Linked DNA regions of Mus musculus: all the other regions are linked to region 1. Evidence: chromatin contacts called from public promoter capture Hi-C data. All regions are on one chromosome and are shown on one strand. Each heading gives the region's core, a stretch centred on a gene start, on an enhancer-like site or on the middle of the called end of the contact. The rest is flanking DNA. Distances are from core to core; before and after follow the strand shown. Region 1 holds the start of Rdh14 (retinol dehydrogenase 14 (all-trans and 9-cis)). Region 2 has its middle 160 kb from the start of Ttc32. Region 3 has its middle 120 kb from the start of Gm46323. Region 4 has its middle 32 kb from the start of Gm46323.

Region 1 (4,022 bases), core at 1,142-3,641:
TTTTTGCCAAGTGTAAGTGAAAGAAAAATGTGTTAAATTTTACAACTGTTACCAGAGGCTACCTGTCAGGTTAACTGTTTCTCATTCTCGCCTGTCGAAAAACACTTCATGTTTTCCAACAGTCAACTTCAAAAAGAAGGCACGAGTTCATAGATATGGCGAGAAAGGAGTGTTCATCTTCACTAATCCTCTGGGAAGGGTTCCAGAATTAATCATTTCTGAGCTATCATTCTTTGCTGGGTTTAAGACTTTATCATTTTCTATTTTTTAAATTCTAGGAGATAAATACCATAAATTCCAAGAATACCAAACAGTAGAATGTTAAAACTTCTATTTCTCTTTTCTTCTAATTATAAACACTGAACCTCAGAGCCAAGCAACAAAAGGACAGTACTACTTAGGTACCTCTTTGTATTCATACTTTTTTTTTTTTAATTGGTTTTACCTCAAGACACCAAAGCAACAATGGTATCAAAAATGAGCATGGTCAATTCTATTTACACATTAGTGAGACAGGAAAACTTGCTTCCTATGCTTTCAAAAATCTCCCAGAGACAAGCACTATTACTTGATCTACTACATGCAAATGGAATGCTAACAACAAAACAAAATACCAACTTCTCTATCTACCTGGCTCTTAATAAGCAACATGATGTCCCAGAACACAACAGGAGTATCTTGTACAATGGCTTAAAGTTTGAGCAAAAGAGTGACACTCTACTCATTATCTCAATAACTACTACTCCAAGTGGTTCAATATGGTCTCTCTTCTGATGAGATGGTTTCTTTGTACAGTTGTGCTTTTAGCAGTTATTAGTAGTTATTAGCTACTGTTTTCAGTGCAAGTGAAAAGTTAAAAAAAAAAAAGAAGTCTATGTTGAACAAGAATGAAGGTGGCTGTGTCCATCTAACTTGGAGGTTGGAAAAGTTAGTATAGTGTCCAACATGCCACAGTCCCACTAATAAGAATTGTCAGAGTTAAATATCTAAATGTTAACAAATGAACTTACAGATATTTCTTTTGGTCTAAGTACATCACGGAAAAGAAAAACAGGCCATTTAGAATGTCTGCCTTAGATTCAAGAGATTTCAGAAGAGACAAGCACCCTCCTGTGTCTGCCTTTAGATCTACCTGTGGCAAGTCACTTTGGCCACAGCCTTTCTACTTCGGTAGAATATTTACTGTACACCCAAGGAAATCACACACCTCAGCCTTCAAGTACTAGGAATGCACAACAGGAGATTAAAGCAAGGACTCTGAAGACAGACACGTCACTTAGCCTTCCTATGCCTCAGTTCCCTATCATGAAGTAGAGATATTATTGCTTGCTTTACAAGATCTGATAATAGCCAAAGATATTAAAAATGTCCTTAGCACATCCCCTGGCATGTATAAAACCTTCCATAAAGCTAAGCATTAAATTATTTTTATTCCTGTCCCTTTTCAGACACTTAATGGGATTCCAAGTTTAGGGATGATGCAGGGTGTCAGCAAGTGACACCCCCTCCTACTTCAGCAGGACAAAACAAAACAAAAAAAGAAAAAACAAACAAACAAACAAAACCAGGTAACGAGGGGAAAAAAACAGAAAGAAAAGTTTTAAGAAGGGTCTAATGAAAGTTTTTGGCTAGCTTTTCTCCTGTGGTGCTCACAGGCCTTGTGACACTGTAAGATTTGGCACACATTTCACTTCTGACAGGGGGAAAACAACTCAAAGATCAGCTGGTGACTGTCCTAGCCTAACAAAACCAAATGTCCAGACACTGGCTTATTTATGCACTTCTCCTTAGGACCTCCCAGGAATTCCTTCTCAGACCTGCCCCTCCTCCTAGCCGGGTCCAAGGCAGGCAGGAGCCTTTCCGGTTTGGTCATGGCCACCCTCAAGGTCACACCAGGTTTCAGAGGGCCCTCCCCGAGGGTGGCGAGCTCCATTCGACCCACACCTGTAGCAGTTCTTGGCAGAAAGCTCGCACTGAGCGCAGCGAGGCAAGGTCCAGCTCCTTAACGACCAGCTGGCCATCGGTGCCGTCGGGCCCGGCGCCCCCAGCCTGACAGAGCTCCTGCCTGAGCTGACCGGCCGCCTCCTCTGCTCGAGCGCGGTCCCGACATCCCATGATGACCCGCGCCCCCAGGCGGAGCAGCTCCGCCGCGGTGGCACGGCCCAGGCCGCTGTTTGCTCCGGTGATCAGCACTGTCTTCCCGTGCATGAGGCCCGGGTCCCCGCCTCCCTGCTGCCGCTGGTTTCTTGGCCCAGAGAACCGCCGGGCCGCCAGCCACAGCGCCCCGCCCAGTGCGGCCAGGAGCGCTGCGGCCACACTAGCCACTGCCATAACCTTCCGGGCCCGGTGCACTGGGCCTAGCGCACAGGTTCCGGAGTGCTATGGGGCCACCTACACGCGAAGGACTCTGGGGCGCCGCCTGCTGTCCTGGGCTACTGCGCGCGGGGCTTTCTGGGACTTGTAGTTTTGCTCCTAAGGCTGACTTGACTTAGCGTTCAGGAAGTACACATGAAAGCCCCAGCGGATTTATTTAGAAGTGGACAGTGTTAGAATTGGTTATATGCCTATAGACAAAATGACATTTCTTGGTAAAATTCTTGCCACACAAGGATAACAAAAGACACAGCCCCAGTTATCAGCAGTATTATTGATCAGACTCATTCCACCCTGAATATACCTTTTCTAGGTGATGCTGCATATAGAGATTCATTCATTTGACTAACACTAAAAGTGAGCAATGCTTTTTGAAAATTAATTAAGCTTCTTGTGAAACAACTTAAGTGTCAAAGTTCTAAACTTGTCTAAAGAGCCACCCATTACAACTTATAGATAGATGCAATGATATCCAACATCCTTAGCTTTAAAAAAGTAGAATGCTTGACTGTAGCTTGAAAGTTCAAAATTTTTTCCAAAAAGCAAAGAAAAACACCAAAGGAGCTAAGTTTTGTGGTCAAATTCTCAGAAATAACTAGTCACTCTAGCCATGCAAAACACATGCCGTTTGTAATACCAGACTGTTTATTTTTCCTCCCCATCCCTAGTTGCGTTTTTGAGCAATGCCATAAGGCACATGGGCCGTGATGGTACCAAATTTCTGTGCTGATTCAATGTGGAACATTTGGTCGTCGAAGAAGATGTGGGGCCGAATCTTCACTAAGATGGGACCTTTAGGGGCTCCAGCCAGGAAAAGAGCTTCATCTATCTCTAGACCCCATCGGCGAAGGGTCTTCAGCACACGGGCACCTGAACTCGCTGCACTACGAGCTGTAACCAGGTAGGTCCTGATGGGGCAAAGCAATCGTTCGTCTTTGGCATAGAATTTTTTCTGCAGTTTCCCTAAATCTTCCAGAAAGCTTTTAAGAGGACCCTGGAAAAGAGAACGTAAGTCTCAGCTGTGCAAGGGTGAGCAAAAGAGAAGTGATTACTGAAAACCAAACCAAACCAAACCAACCAGCCAACCAACCAACCAACCAACCAACCAACCAACCAACCAACCAACCAGGGTCTTATAAGACTTTAAAATCCACAGGTTGCTGACTGGCATGCAGTGATTCTGGGCTGACAGTACGATGCCAAACTCTCTACATTTATGTGAAGATATTTCCTGATACACAACCATCCCTTGCATGCCTGGAATAAATCTAGGATAACCACATCATTTTTCATCCAGACAAACATATTTTAAGTGTGAAAGAACGTTCTATAAGTAGTACTCCAGGGCAATAGGCATAAATTATCCCCGGTAACTGGGAGATGTGTTTCAGTTGACCACCAAAACCACCATTGTACCACATTGTTTGTCAGCGGAACGTTTTACCTTTGAAATTACTGTCACTTTGTTTAACTAGTTGTTTGTTTGGCCTGAGTCCAACCCTGTCTTGTCTTAACGCTATGTAGCTTTATAGTTTCTACATTAAGACATAATATTTGTTTCTTTTTATGTTATTTTAGTCTTTTCCATTGTTTTATGTTTACATCCATGCTTAACTATTTTATACTCATTTATGTCTTTTATGCGCATG
Region 2 (4,022 bases), core at 546-3,045, 1.2 Mb after region 1:
CTCTCTCTCTCTCTCTCTCTCTCTCTCTCTCTCTCTCTCTCTCTCCCCACCCAGGGGAAGTTAGATTTTGGCTTTCCACAGTGCAGATATAGCCATGATCTAAGGCTATCTTGGCAAAGTCACCCAGACTGAGAATGGAGGAGGGAGAGAAGAGTGCTTCAGGTATCCTGGCTTCCCAGGAACCAATCATCAGGAATGAAGCCACTGTTGCCACATCTGGTAGCAATCTGGGCTCTTTACAAGCTAACATCTGTGGTAGGAAGGACATGGGTTTCTAAAGCAGGTTCACATCTGGATGCCTGGAACCTATACCTACATGATATTAGTTGCTAAGGGAGATTATGGTGGCAGAAGGAACTGAGATTGCTAACCAGCTTCCCTTAAAAGAGAATGAGGGTGTCCTTCTGAAGAGTCCCAGGAGCATCACCAGAGTCATTAAATGTAGTAGGCCAGGCAAGAGAGTCAGTGTAAGAGAAGCACATTATGAGAAGGGTGTGTCTCTCCATCTGTGATGTAAAGATGAAGGACAAGATCATGAGACAGTAAGCTTCAGTGGCCTCTGAGAGCCAGCAAAGCTAAGAAGTGTCTGAAAGGAATGTATCCTGTTGATAGTTTCACGTCCACCCAATGAGACTGTTTTGCACTTCTGACCTCCAAGACTATGAGAGAACAAATTTACATGATTTCCAGTTATCATGTGTGGCAATCTGTCAAAACAGCAATAATAAGAAACTCAGCCTTCCCCCAGGAGCCCACCTTCCTTCTAGAATCGATTGCAGAAGAGGAGGAAGGGTGTTCTGGAAAGAAACCCATCCAAAAGAGGTTTACACTAGCCCTGATTACATATGCTTTAAGAGCCTCTCCTCCCTGGAGGTTTTTCCAAGGAAGCCAGTGACATGGCAGACACAAACTGTAGGCTGATAGACATATTCTGTCCTGATGCCTTTATTCTAAATATCCTTCCTACCAAGGGAGAAGAAAGCATTGAGATCAAGGAGAAAACATATTAAGAGTTCTACCTTCTATACTATGGGAGTTCTAAAGAGCATTCATTCACACCTCTCTGTGATACTGACAGCCCAACATGGCAGGGTGGCATCCATGGACACTGCCAAAGACAAGGCTGGTATTAAAAACTAAGGCTCCTGACTCAGATCAGGACTTGATGTTTAAACAACGTCTCCAAGACCTTCCTAGCATTATCACAAAAAAGACATTTACAAGGTTAACCCTTCCCTTGTCCTGTCTCTTCCTCCATCTGGTCTATGTCCCCCAGCCCCTGCCAACCCTTCTCCACCACTCCTTCCACTGAGGTCAGGTGAATGTCAAGCTTTCACCCAAGTTCTGGGGTCTGATATTACTTTAGCCTCAGCCATCAAATGACATTGGATTCATTAGCTCCAAGTACAGAAATGCAGCAGCCTCAAGCTTGAGAGTGAGCTTAGGTTCCCTACATCCAGGTCCCAGTTCCTACCTCACCCAGAAGATACCCAGATGCAAATTCCAAAATCCTCAATCATATCCATGTCCTATCTTCCAGGTTCCTTTCCAAGGCTAAATTACCCAAAGTCCACGGTGCTGCATCCACACCCCAGTGTCAGGAAGCTTTGAGAGGCCCTGCCCACCCACCTGAGGATTCCCCACTTAAGCTTGAGCACTGTGGGGCAAAGGTCATTCACTGTTTCCCAAACTAAACTCATCTTGGAACAACTTGGCTAGTAATCTAGAATCGTCTAAACTCAACTAAGTCTGGAGCCCCGAATCCTTCTCCTCCTGGCCTGCTTCCCTCTTCCAGTGGCCTCTGAGCCTATCCACTGTTTCCAAGAGCTGAACATTTGACCTTGGCCACTGTTGCCCTGGGCTCCTTCGACAAAAATATTCAAACTATTTGCATTTGGCCATCCCTTCCCCTTTCTTCCCATCAAGGCCTTCCCTCCACCCCCTTTCTTCCTAATTATGCAGTAACATACAACTGTGCTAACTGAAATTGGGGCGGCTACTTGCCTCTAAAAGTCAATAACCAGCCCCATGGGAACAACAAATCCTCAAGGGACTCCCCCACCACCCCTTGGCAGCCTGCAGGAGCAGGCTGACGCTCCAAACCCAGCACCAATCTGGAATGCATATGTTTCCCTTCAGTCATTCACTCCATCAAACCCTGAGCATGCGAGGAGGGGGTGGGGAGGTCCCCAGCCAGTGTCTGGAAGTCTCCATTAGCATGGGCAGCCTTGTTATAAAAGGATGTTGTATTCACAGGTAACCAACAGTTCTCCCCGCATCTGGGAACAGTTTGAATGATTGCCGGGAAGAGAAGAAATTTAAGTCATAACTAATGATCAACATCCCCTTTTAATCAAATGAAGCCATTATAATGTGTCTATCCTCTAGGGGAACAAGGCCCTTTCACCTCCAGGAGGTCTGCAGTAGCATTAGCCTCTTCTGGAAAGCCACTGGGCCTTGCTTTGGCCGGGTAGGAGGGAAGAGGGGAGCTCAGGTACCCAGCACTGACTGTCCCCAGCTTTGTGCAGAGCAGTCATACGGATGTATCGGAGCTGGCTAGGTCTGGGTTCCATTAGTGAGTCTCATCTGAGAGTGTGCATCTAAAAAGCTGGGAGGGCTTGGGAGAGCAGACTGCTGCCCTACCTCAGACTTTATATTCAGTAAAATCAAAATCAGTAGCTTCCATTGATGGTGCTGAAGTATTTTCATGCTTATGAAGTTCTTGTGTAACGGGGAGTTTGAGGGCCACACCTGGAGAACCTCCGTCAGAGAAAAATATGCCTCTACTTAGGATCCACTATGTTTGACACACTTTACAAATAGCACGTGAATTGATCTTCAGAAAACCCCTACAATACCCAAAGTTCTATTCCACCCATATTACAGATAAGGAAGCTGAGTGGTAAATAAGTCCTTGTCACATGCTGGAGTGAGGGTACTAGAGTGTAGAACTCACTGAACCTAAAGTCAGAGAGAGCTCTTGAATCTCCCGCAGTGGTGAGTTGGATAAAGTGCATGGTATGAGACAAAGTTTAGTGAGGACAGCACCTGCCTCCCAGGACTTCAGGGAGAATATGGTCTTGGTAAAGCCCTGCTGTGGGACACAGGTTTAGTCCTCCCTCAGGTTCTCTCCTACACAGAGGCATGCTGACTCCCCACCTCCCAGGTCCTTCAGCTACTGAAGCACCAAGTGTCTCTTCAGGTGATCCCTTAGGAATCTAGCCCTCATATTTTTAAAAAGGGTTTATTTATTTATTATATGTAGCTGTTTTTAGACACACAGAGGGCATCGGATCTCATTACCGATGGTTGTGAGCCACCATGTGGTTGCTAGGATTTGAACTCAGGACCTTCAGAAGAGCAGTCAGTTCTCTTTAACCACTAAGCCATCTCTCCAGCCCAAGTCTAGAAAGGGCTAGATTCACAGAGGTTCCTAGTTTAGAGCCATTTCTAGGAACCTCTGTGGATCTAGCCCTCTTATCACAGAGGTTCCTAGAAATTTCTCTAAACTCTGCAAGGTGATAAGCCATGAGGGTGTTTTCTGAAAGGCTCTGGTCTTCACACTCATGTGTTGTCACAAGGCTCTCAACATGTTGTCATGCCATCCAGGACCCTTCTCCTGGAGCTGAGAGGAAGATGTGACGGCACTGAGGAAGGAAGGCAGATTAAAGTGGCTGCCGCATACAATCCCACTGGCTGCCAGTCACTTCTGTATGGTAACTTGTGAAATCTTGCAAACATGTTACAGGTTAAGAAACAAGGCATGAGCAGGGACTGAAAAGGGTGAGTGAGCAGACTGCAGAAGAAACACAGCTTCTGGGAAAGAGCCCGATTCGGGCTCCAGACATCCTGGCACCTTCCCTGAAAGAGGAGAGGTGCCCACCAGGTTGGGCTCTGACCTCCAAAGTAGGTAAGAGAACCATCTTCTGTCCCACATCCCTCGGAGAGCAGTCTGTGCAGATGATTGTTCAGACTGCAGAGGCAATACATCTTCTGGGACAGGCCCTGTTTCGGGCCTTCAT
Region 3 (4,022 bases), core at 488-2,987, 1.1 Mb after region 1:
GATGCGAGCACAATTAGGCGCCTTTCGAAAGGGAGGCACTTTTCTGCTTTGGGAAGCCCTTGCGAGGCCAGTTAAGACACCCCCACCATGCACATTTTGGTACTAATTAACTCCTAATTTGGGAAGGGGGAAAGGGTGTCTCTTTCAAGAATTTCTCCCTCCGGAGATGGCATCTCCGAGCAGGAGCATTTGGCAGTAAAACACAACAAATGTCAGAGCAGAGAGGCTGCAGGGCTCAGATTTACAGCTCGGTTCCGGAATGCTGTTGGAGCTGCAGCCAGAGACTCTGATTTCAAATTGGGATGGATCTGGGTAATTAGACAAAGTCATCCTGGCCTGTCCCAGGAGGGTTCTGAGACCCATCTCAGCTATCAGTTTGTCTTATGGCTTTAGTCAAGTTCTTGCTCCTTGCCATACCTCAAGTCACCATCGACAATAAAATGGTGGCACTTGGGTACCCTAAGGATTACTCAGTCCCAAAGTCTGTGACACTAAGATTGTAAAAGTTAGTTATCGGGTATTTGCACTAATTCACACAGACACATACACAAACATACACAGACACACACACACACACACACACACACACACACACACATGCACACATGCACACATACACACAGTGAATGGTACCCGGAAGACGGATGGTAAGGGATGATCGTCAAAGGATTGGTAAACTGAGCCACAGAAGGCGCAGTCACAATAAGAGGCCAGCCTCCCTCCTCACTGCATTTACCACCATCACCAATTAATTCAACTCCAAGCTGTTGTAGGAGTGGAAGGAGAAGAGCCACTACCTACAGAGATCAGCCTGGGGCTCCCTGCCATTGTTCAGCCCTTGCAAAGCTCATCCCCAGGCAATTGACTGGAGAAAAGTCTCTCCTAAGTCCTGCTACCTTGCTTTGGATCAATATAGCATTGGAATGGCAATCTGGCTTTCTGGCACCAGCCAGCACTGGTTATAACTACAGTTGTCAGAAGGCCTTTGCATCTGCTCCAAAAAGTGCCATGAACTCGGGGCCAGAGCTGTGCTTCCTCTAGGAGCCCATGCCTGCACATCTGAAATGACATAAGAAAAGGGGTAACATCACTCACTATCCCAGATGCACAATTCAAGTTTTCTCTCTTCCTCCCCTTTTCTTGTTACATAGAATAACACCTGTCTTTCCTGCGATGATTCTTGTTCTCTGACACACACACCCTTCATCTTGCTTCTGCACAATCTTACAACTGTGATGCATTATCGTTAATATCTCCCACAACCAACCATAATATTTTATTACATGATACATTTCCCAACTGTAATGTCATATTATTGTTGGCTATTTTTGACCCTAAAGTAGCAGAATCATAGCTGCCTTGTTGAACGTGGCAAATTTGCATATATAATAATGAATTGGTAAACCATGAGGTTGTTGGTGTTAACAGAGCTTTGAAGAGTGGTCATGGGGTCAAGGAAAGGGTCCAGGTCCGTTGTTGAAGAAGGTTTGGAGTTGGGCCTTCAAAACCAGCCACACTTATAATCTGGGTAGTAGAATTTGTATGCTAGAGCAGTTGCTTAGCACACAGGAAGCCCTGGGTTCATTTGCCCAGCACCAAAAACAAGACAAAGAGAATGAAATAGAACAGAACAAACAACAGTAGCGAGATAGAGAAGGACCCCGGTACCCACATGACTCTCCACAATGTCCTTCTGGAGGATGTCAGAAGTGGTTGCTTGGCAGCTAGAACAGTCAGCGGGAAGGTGCCACCTACAGGTGAGATCAGGGAAAGCACGCAGTGAAGCTGGTTCCTTGAGCCAGCCTGAGCCAAGGTCAGGTTCTCTTCTGCTTGAGTGGACTGGTACTCATCCTGGATCTCTTGGGACTGGGGTCCTGGTCTCCCATTCCCACTAAAGCCTTCCAGGCCCAGCCTCCTCTCCTCTCCTGGCCACGCCAGCTCACTCCTTGTTCAGAAGCTTCCCCCCGACTCCCCCAAAACTCTAAATAAAACTCACAGTTCTTGCCAAATATTTTCTCCATCAAGCAATATTTAGCAACACGAGCGCCACAAAAGAATCATGAAGGGATCGAATATCATACATTTGTTTTCAAATCCTAGAGATATTTTCCAAATCATTTCTGTTTCTCTCACCCTCCCTTGCCTCTTTATATATACTTAACTTTTAATTCCTTTTTAGACACACTATCGCCTTTCCAATAATTTTGGCAGGACCAACCTTGGGTGCACTGACTCCAGAAGAAGGCTGGTCAAATATGGCTGCAAAGCTTAAGGACATAGTGTGTGGTTGTCTCATGCCCCTATGGCAATGGAGTATGCAGCCCAGGAAGAGTGGGAGAAAAATAACATGTCATGGGTAAACATGTTGCGGTTGTGGTGCCATGCCATGTGTAAGAATGCATGCTGTGGAGTGATGTGGAGAGGACTTATGATTCTCTGTGAAGTCTCTTAGATAAGAAGATCATGCCATGTGTAGTATATGGATGAGAGGTGACTACATATGAATGATGTAGTTAGAGATGTAATGATGCAAGCAAGCTAGAAAGGGTTTAAAACTTAAAGCCATGAGTAAGGTATGCATCAAAATGACATCTTGGCTGCAGTTGGAGAAACAGTCCAGGGGTTAAGAACACTTATTGCTTTTCCAGAGGACCCAGATTTTATCCACATAGTGGTTTACAACAATTTATAACTCCAGTTCCAGGAGATTTGATGCCATCTTCTGACCTCTGCAGGCTCCAAGCATGCATGTGATAACATACATACATGCAGGCAAAACACTCATACACCTAAAACATAAAATAAATATCTTGATTTAAATTTCATCTTGGCTACTAAAAATAGGCTCTTGAATTAGACAGAGGTTGTCTCCAAAGCAAAAGTCACTCCAGGGAGGGTTGGGAGTCTCAGGCCCAGCATTGAATCTACAGAACTTGAATTTGTAATTGGTCAGGATCCATGTCTGTCACTGGATGAATGTACTCAAAGAGAATTAACAAAGAAAAAAAATAGCTTGCTGCTTATAAGTATAATTATTCCAGACCAGAAACCTGGGGAAGATGCTGAGGCCCCTCACTCAAAAGAAGATTGTAAGTGGCTCATATGTAGCTTCAGTCTCCGAGATGACATTGTCACACATAATGACTTCAGCCCAAGAGAGACACCATCCATTTCCACAACCCATATACAAGAACCAGATCAAATCATGATACTTCCCTACATGTCTCGGATTCTCTTAGCCACTGTCATCATCTCTAAGATTCAAACACCATAGGCTTCAAGGTCATTGTCACTTCCATAACTGAACTATGTTCTTTCCAAGGTTCCCCCCTTTCAAGTCACCTGGACACAAAGAGAGGATTTCCCATTTCCCATGTTCAGGGATGGGGACAACTCGGGGTCCTCTTTGTTAGATAGAAGGAGACAAAATCCCCTGAAAACCAAGGGAATGAGACTGAATTTGACCCTGATTGAGAAGATAGAAAGGAACCTCAGAAGTGGCACTTTGTTTTCCTTCCAGGGCTCATGTTTTTTAATGTCCTGAAAAGGTGTTTGTGACTGCACTTTGCTTTTTTTTTTCTTTTTAAACTCCAACATAACAGAGTACTGCTAATCATTTACCTACAAAGATGGCTCCAGATTCAAGTCCCGTGGTAGAAGGAGTCTCTGAAAAACTATTGTCGAGACATTTACCATAGGCAAAGACTAGCAAGAAGAGACAGTCTAGGAGGACCAATGACAGGCACAGTTCTATAAGGAACAGTTCTGATGTAGTACATAGGACAACCCACAATGGCAGAACTAGATCCTGCTCACATGAGTAGCCAAAAGACACCATCGTACATACAGCTCTCTTCTCTTCCCTCCCTGGCCTGAAATACATTGTTTTTTATGCATTATTCTTGATGTAAATACCACTGAAGAGAACAAATCAAATTTCCTCTCCTCCTTTCTTAGCTCTTTACAGTAACAGAAGATACCCAGCCCCTTTTCTGAGTATGATTGGTTAGCCTACTTCTCAG
Region 4 (4,022 bases), core at 847-3,346, 1.1 Mb after region 1:
CCAGAGGTAAAGCAAGGAGAGCCAGTGCACATAAGCAACAGGCTATTGTAGAACCAGGAAACAAATGCATGCACACACACACACATAACACTCACACACTCTCTCTCTCTCTCCCTCTCTCTCTCTCTCTCTCTCTCTCACACACACACACACACACACACACACACACACACACATCAGTGCACTTTTGTGACTGCTAAAACCATAACATCTGGAATGCCATTCTGGAAAAGTTCCAGATGTTTTCCATGAGGAACACTTTGTAAAAATTGTTAGCCTTCTAGGCATTTGTGAATTCTGTAAGGAGAGTATACTCCCAGGCCCACATAGGAGCAAATAGAGGATTATAAAGTGCTAAATGCTTTTCACAACTGTATAAGCAATAATGCACTTTGGGTAAATATTTAGGGAAAATTATTTTTACAGACTGAGCGGATGGATAGGTTCCAATCTGCAATTAGATTTGAATTTCAGAGAAATCAAGGAAGGCAGGACAGCTCTTCGTAAGGCTGCTTGCTGGGAGCCTCAGCTCCTAACCTGAGAAACGCCACACAGCCTGGTCATTCGTTAATGTCCCTGTCTGTAGTCTTTCCAATGTTGGAAAAGGCTGACATGGTCTCATGGATTGTTATATTTATCTTTCTTGCCTAGAAGTTTTTTTATTGCATTTTATAAATCCTGCTTCAATTTATGTGTAAGTTTCGAACTCATTAGCATTACTGACAAGAAAGGGAAAGCAAGCAAGCAAGAGAGGAGAACAAGGGGAAAAAAAAAACTCTAACAATCCTGGGGAAACTCTTGGAAGAGCTGTTAGTTTTGAAACACATAATATATAAACAACTTAAAGGAATACACAGGCTTTCTTTTGAAATCAGAAATTATGTGAAGCAAGGAGAGCATCATAAAAGCTTATTGATTTCCCAAACCCACTGCATACAAGTATTTTTAAACCATGATTCACATAAGGGATACATTTGACACATCAAGAGAAACTGGAAACCAGGCTCTGTGCAGCCACATCAGATACTGCTCTGAGCCCGGTTTGTTTACCATTACAAAGTGAAAAGAAATTTGCTTCTGCCTCCCTGAGCCTTCTCCCTCAAGCAGGGCGATTTTTATTGATTTTGTCCTCTAGAAATAAAGTGCCAACAGCCACCATAAATCCATCTTTGCCTTTCTATTCTGTGCATCACTCAACCATCGTGCAGGGCATTGACCCAAATGCAGTGAGCATCCTGCACCACTTCTGAAGTGATTTTGTTCTGAAGTAAGCTTAGGTTTAGGCCTTCGGTCTCCTTAATAGATCCTTCAACTGCAAGATACTCCCGTAGAACAAGTGGAGTTGCAGAGAACTGGACAGCCAGCCCCTTGGTGGATAGGGATCCCCTCTTTGGAGGCTGATACTGGGCTGCAGAGAAGACAGGCCTAAGAGCTGAGAGAGGAAGCTCAGCCATACGATAATCTCTTGGCATCTGTACCTTCTTTGTCTCCACCATCCTCACTCCTCATCGCCAGCATCAGACTGGGACTCACTAACACACATGGAGGTGAACTCTCAGAAGAGAAATATACATACTGCATGTCTCATTCGGCCACGGCAACTGCCACCCCAACAAATAAACATACATCAAGTGGTTGGCTTAGCATAGCTCGCTCGAAGCTCCTGGTTGTTAATACCTAAAACAAAGCAGAAAGCTAGCAATATCCCAGTTGAACCCTAAGACTGCTCCAACGACAAAGGGAAAGAATGAGAAGCGGGGTAAAGCCCAAAGAATCAGACAGTAGTGAATGCGGTTCCAGGGGGTCTCATGGAAACCTCGCGCTCACGTTTAATTTGCCCATCCTGAAGTATTTTTTCCTAGTAATGCCAAATGCCATAATGCTCTCTGTCAGTGACTTGAAATTATTCTATGAGCTACATATCGGGTACACTATTGTTAATGAAATGCACACAAGATGATGAACAACTTCCTTTTCCTGCTGGAGCTCCAGCTGCAACCAGTGCCTGGATCCTTCGTGCTGTAAATCAGCCCTTTGTACTCCAGGAGGATTCAATGAGCTGCAGGTGTGGGCTTGGGGAAGGCCGCCTGGGATTAAGTAGCAGCATTTGATATGAGATCCCAAACAGCACTGGCAATCTACACACCACATGCGGCCACGGGCTTTGGAGAAAGCGAAGGAAGAACGCTGATGAAATGTGGCACGGGACCATGGAATGCAATGTCAAGCTTTCACATCTGCAGGAAAAGAAAGAGAGTTCCTAATTTTACAGTGATGATGTCATTGAGAATTCATGACAGTGGAAATGATGGGCCAAGGTTTGCAAACTCAACCACCTCAGAGGGTGCTAACCCAAGGCTGTGAGCTTTTGAAATGGTAGTGTGGGTGGATTTGAAATGCCAATTTGCCTTCTTGGCTGGAGGCATCACTGAGTGGTGTGTGTGTGTGTGTGTGTGTGTGTGTGTAAGATAAGAGAGAGACAGGGAGAAGGAGAGTCTGTGCACCTATGAATGTGTGCATGTGTGCTTTGTTTGCAGGCTCAGGAGAGAGAAAGAAGTTGTATGTGAACGGATATGCTTTGTACATACATGAAAAGCCAGTCCCTCGGATGCCGAATATGTCCTTAGCAATATAACGTGTGTAATTCAGCATAAAACACTGCTAACTGTCCTTAACAACAATATATTTTTAAAAGATTGATTTCAGACTCTAGAAAAATTCACTAGCCAAGAAAAACCATCACAGTTGTCCACCTCCTCCCACAGGGGAACCACCAAAAAAGACTTCTTTTTTAAACAAGTTCTTTTTTCTATTCAGGACTGAAGAGACACCAAAACCAGGGTAGTTTTATGATTAGCATATGAATAAAATACATTGAAGAAAACACATCTTTAATTTTTAAGGGTCTGTTTTTCATTAGCTTATCTTGATAGTTTAAGTTAATCATTATTTTCAACCATATATGATTTAGATATTATGTCATTAATTCATGTACAGTCCATCTGAGTAATGACTGTGGTTTTCTACTTTACAAATTCATCTACTTCACCAAGAAACCAGAAGAGTCGAATTCCAAGCAACATCTGGTTTCCATTGAATGTAATTGCCATTTGCAGAGTTATAATCATGTGTTATTGTAAGGACCACAGTGTCAATCACTCCCCTAATGGGGAAAATTCAATGCCTAAATACCTGAGAGAACAAGAAGCTGACTTAAACAGGTGCATTCAGACACTGGGTTTTAAGTAGAATTCTAGCCTACCCATTTAAATAAATCATTTTAAGGAGAAACAATATTCCTTCCATCCCCTGTAGCAAGGGAAAGCATAAAACCCAGGGCCTCAATCTTCCGTGCTCACTTCCAGTACTGTATCATGTTTAATCTTTAAAAAAAAAAACTGTACAAATATGCCCATATTGTACCGAATCCTTATGTTCCATATACTAGTGGGAACTCCCAAAGGGCAGTGTGAATTTTGAAGACTTCCTGGGGAAGGAGCCATCGTCTGGTCCTTCCTGTCTTCCATGAACACAGTCATCCTTCCCATAATGAAAATAGGCTAGATGTCATGTAAAGAAGATAGGAAACTGTTCCAGGCTGAGGTCATGAGAGTCCCTTCTAGCCCGTGGGGGTTTTATGGGGATAATCATGTAAGAGTTTTCAAGGATTATGGAGCCTGTGTTGTAGTCTGCAATGTGTAAGCTCTTTATGGCAAAAGTGAATCTCATTTTCCTAAATTCTCATTGTGTTTATAAGCCAAGCCTTGTTTGAGCTGATAGCTGTTTGTCTATTCATTCAGAAATATTTCCTAATGCAAAAAAATAACACACTGGGAATTATGGTAGACATTGAAAATGCAAAGATGAGTAAGACACATCTAGAAGACAAGAGACCATGTGGGCAGAGGATAGTAGCCTGGTGTATGTGGTAGATACAAGCCCATCTGTTTTTAGCAGAAGAGATAAACATCCAAACTAGCTTAGGATGAATAGTGAGTCCAAGGTGGCTTCCTGGAAAAAGG

The links. Promoter capture Hi-C pulls out the DNA fragments that hold promoters and counts their contacts.
Region 2: a contact with region 1 is called in a promoter capture Hi-C map of the C10 cell line, with 7 times the contacts expected there. The contact joins the enhancer-like site here to the promoter of Rdh14 in region 1. A contact is called at or near these places in 7 of 39 promoter capture datasets (the 3T3-L1 cell line, the C10 cell line, cranial neural crest and 2 more) and 2 of 115 datasets of contacts at active chromatin or transcription factors (embryonic stem cells and stem cell-derived neural progenitor cells).
Region 3: a promoter capture Hi-C map of hippocampal neurons shows a contact between it and region 1, with 9 times the contacts expected there. The contact joins the enhancer-like site here to the promoter of Rdh14 in region 1. A contact is called at or near these places in 12 of 39 promoter capture datasets (the 3T3-L1 cell line, 3T3-L1-derived adipocytes, the C10 cell line and 6 more) and 1 of 115 datasets of contacts at active chromatin or transcription factors (stem cell-derived neural progenitor cells).
Region 4: a contact with region 1 is called in a promoter capture Hi-C map of second pharyngeal arch cranial neural crest, with 7 times the contacts expected there. The contact joins the enhancer-like site here to the promoter of Rdh14 in region 1. A contact is called at or near these places in 8 of 39 promoter capture datasets (the 3T3-L1 cell line, the C10 cell line, cranial neural crest and 5 more), 1 of 115 datasets of contacts at active chromatin or transcription factors (pro-B cells) and 2 of 9 other capture datasets (embryonic tail and embryonic trunk).

The regions. Positions count from the first base shown.
Region 1 is chr12:10,389,149-10,393,170 of GRCm38.p6, reverse strand. Rdh14 (retinol dehydrogenase 14 (all-trans and 9-cis)) reads right to left here and starts at 2,391. Exons shown (of 2, transcript NM_023697.2): 1 at 1,945-2,391. The coding sequence starts at 2,331. Nt5c1b (5'-nucleotidase, cytosolic IB) reads right to left here. Exons shown (of 9, transcript NM_027588.3): 9 at 2,997-3,367. The coding sequence ends at 3,038.
Region 2 is chr12:9,190,049-9,194,070 of GRCm38.p6, reverse strand. No RefSeq gene overlaps it. Among named protein-coding and RNA genes, the nearest start is that of Ttc32, 160 kb to the right of the region's middle. Within about 2 kb of position 1,795, at least 4 of the 459 cell types and tissues checked have an H3K27ac peak or open chromatin away from gene starts, as enhancers often do.
Region 3 is chr12:9,249,701-9,253,722 of GRCm38.p6, reverse strand. No RefSeq gene overlaps it. Among named protein-coding and RNA genes, the nearest start is that of Gm46323, 120 kb to the left of the region's middle. Within about 2 kb of position 1,737, at least 3 of the 459 cell types and tissues checked have an H3K27ac peak or open chromatin away from gene starts, as enhancers often do. A contact at or near this core is called in hippocampal neurons, where this site is marked.
Region 4 is chr12:9,337,180-9,341,201 of GRCm38.p6, reverse strand. No RefSeq gene overlaps it. Among named protein-coding and RNA genes, the nearest start is that of Gm46323, 32 kb to the left of the region's middle. Within about 2 kb of position 2,096, at least 35 of the 459 cell types and tissues checked have an H3K27ac peak or open chromatin away from gene starts, as enhancers often do. A contact at or near this core is called in second pharyngeal arch cranial neural crest, where this site is marked.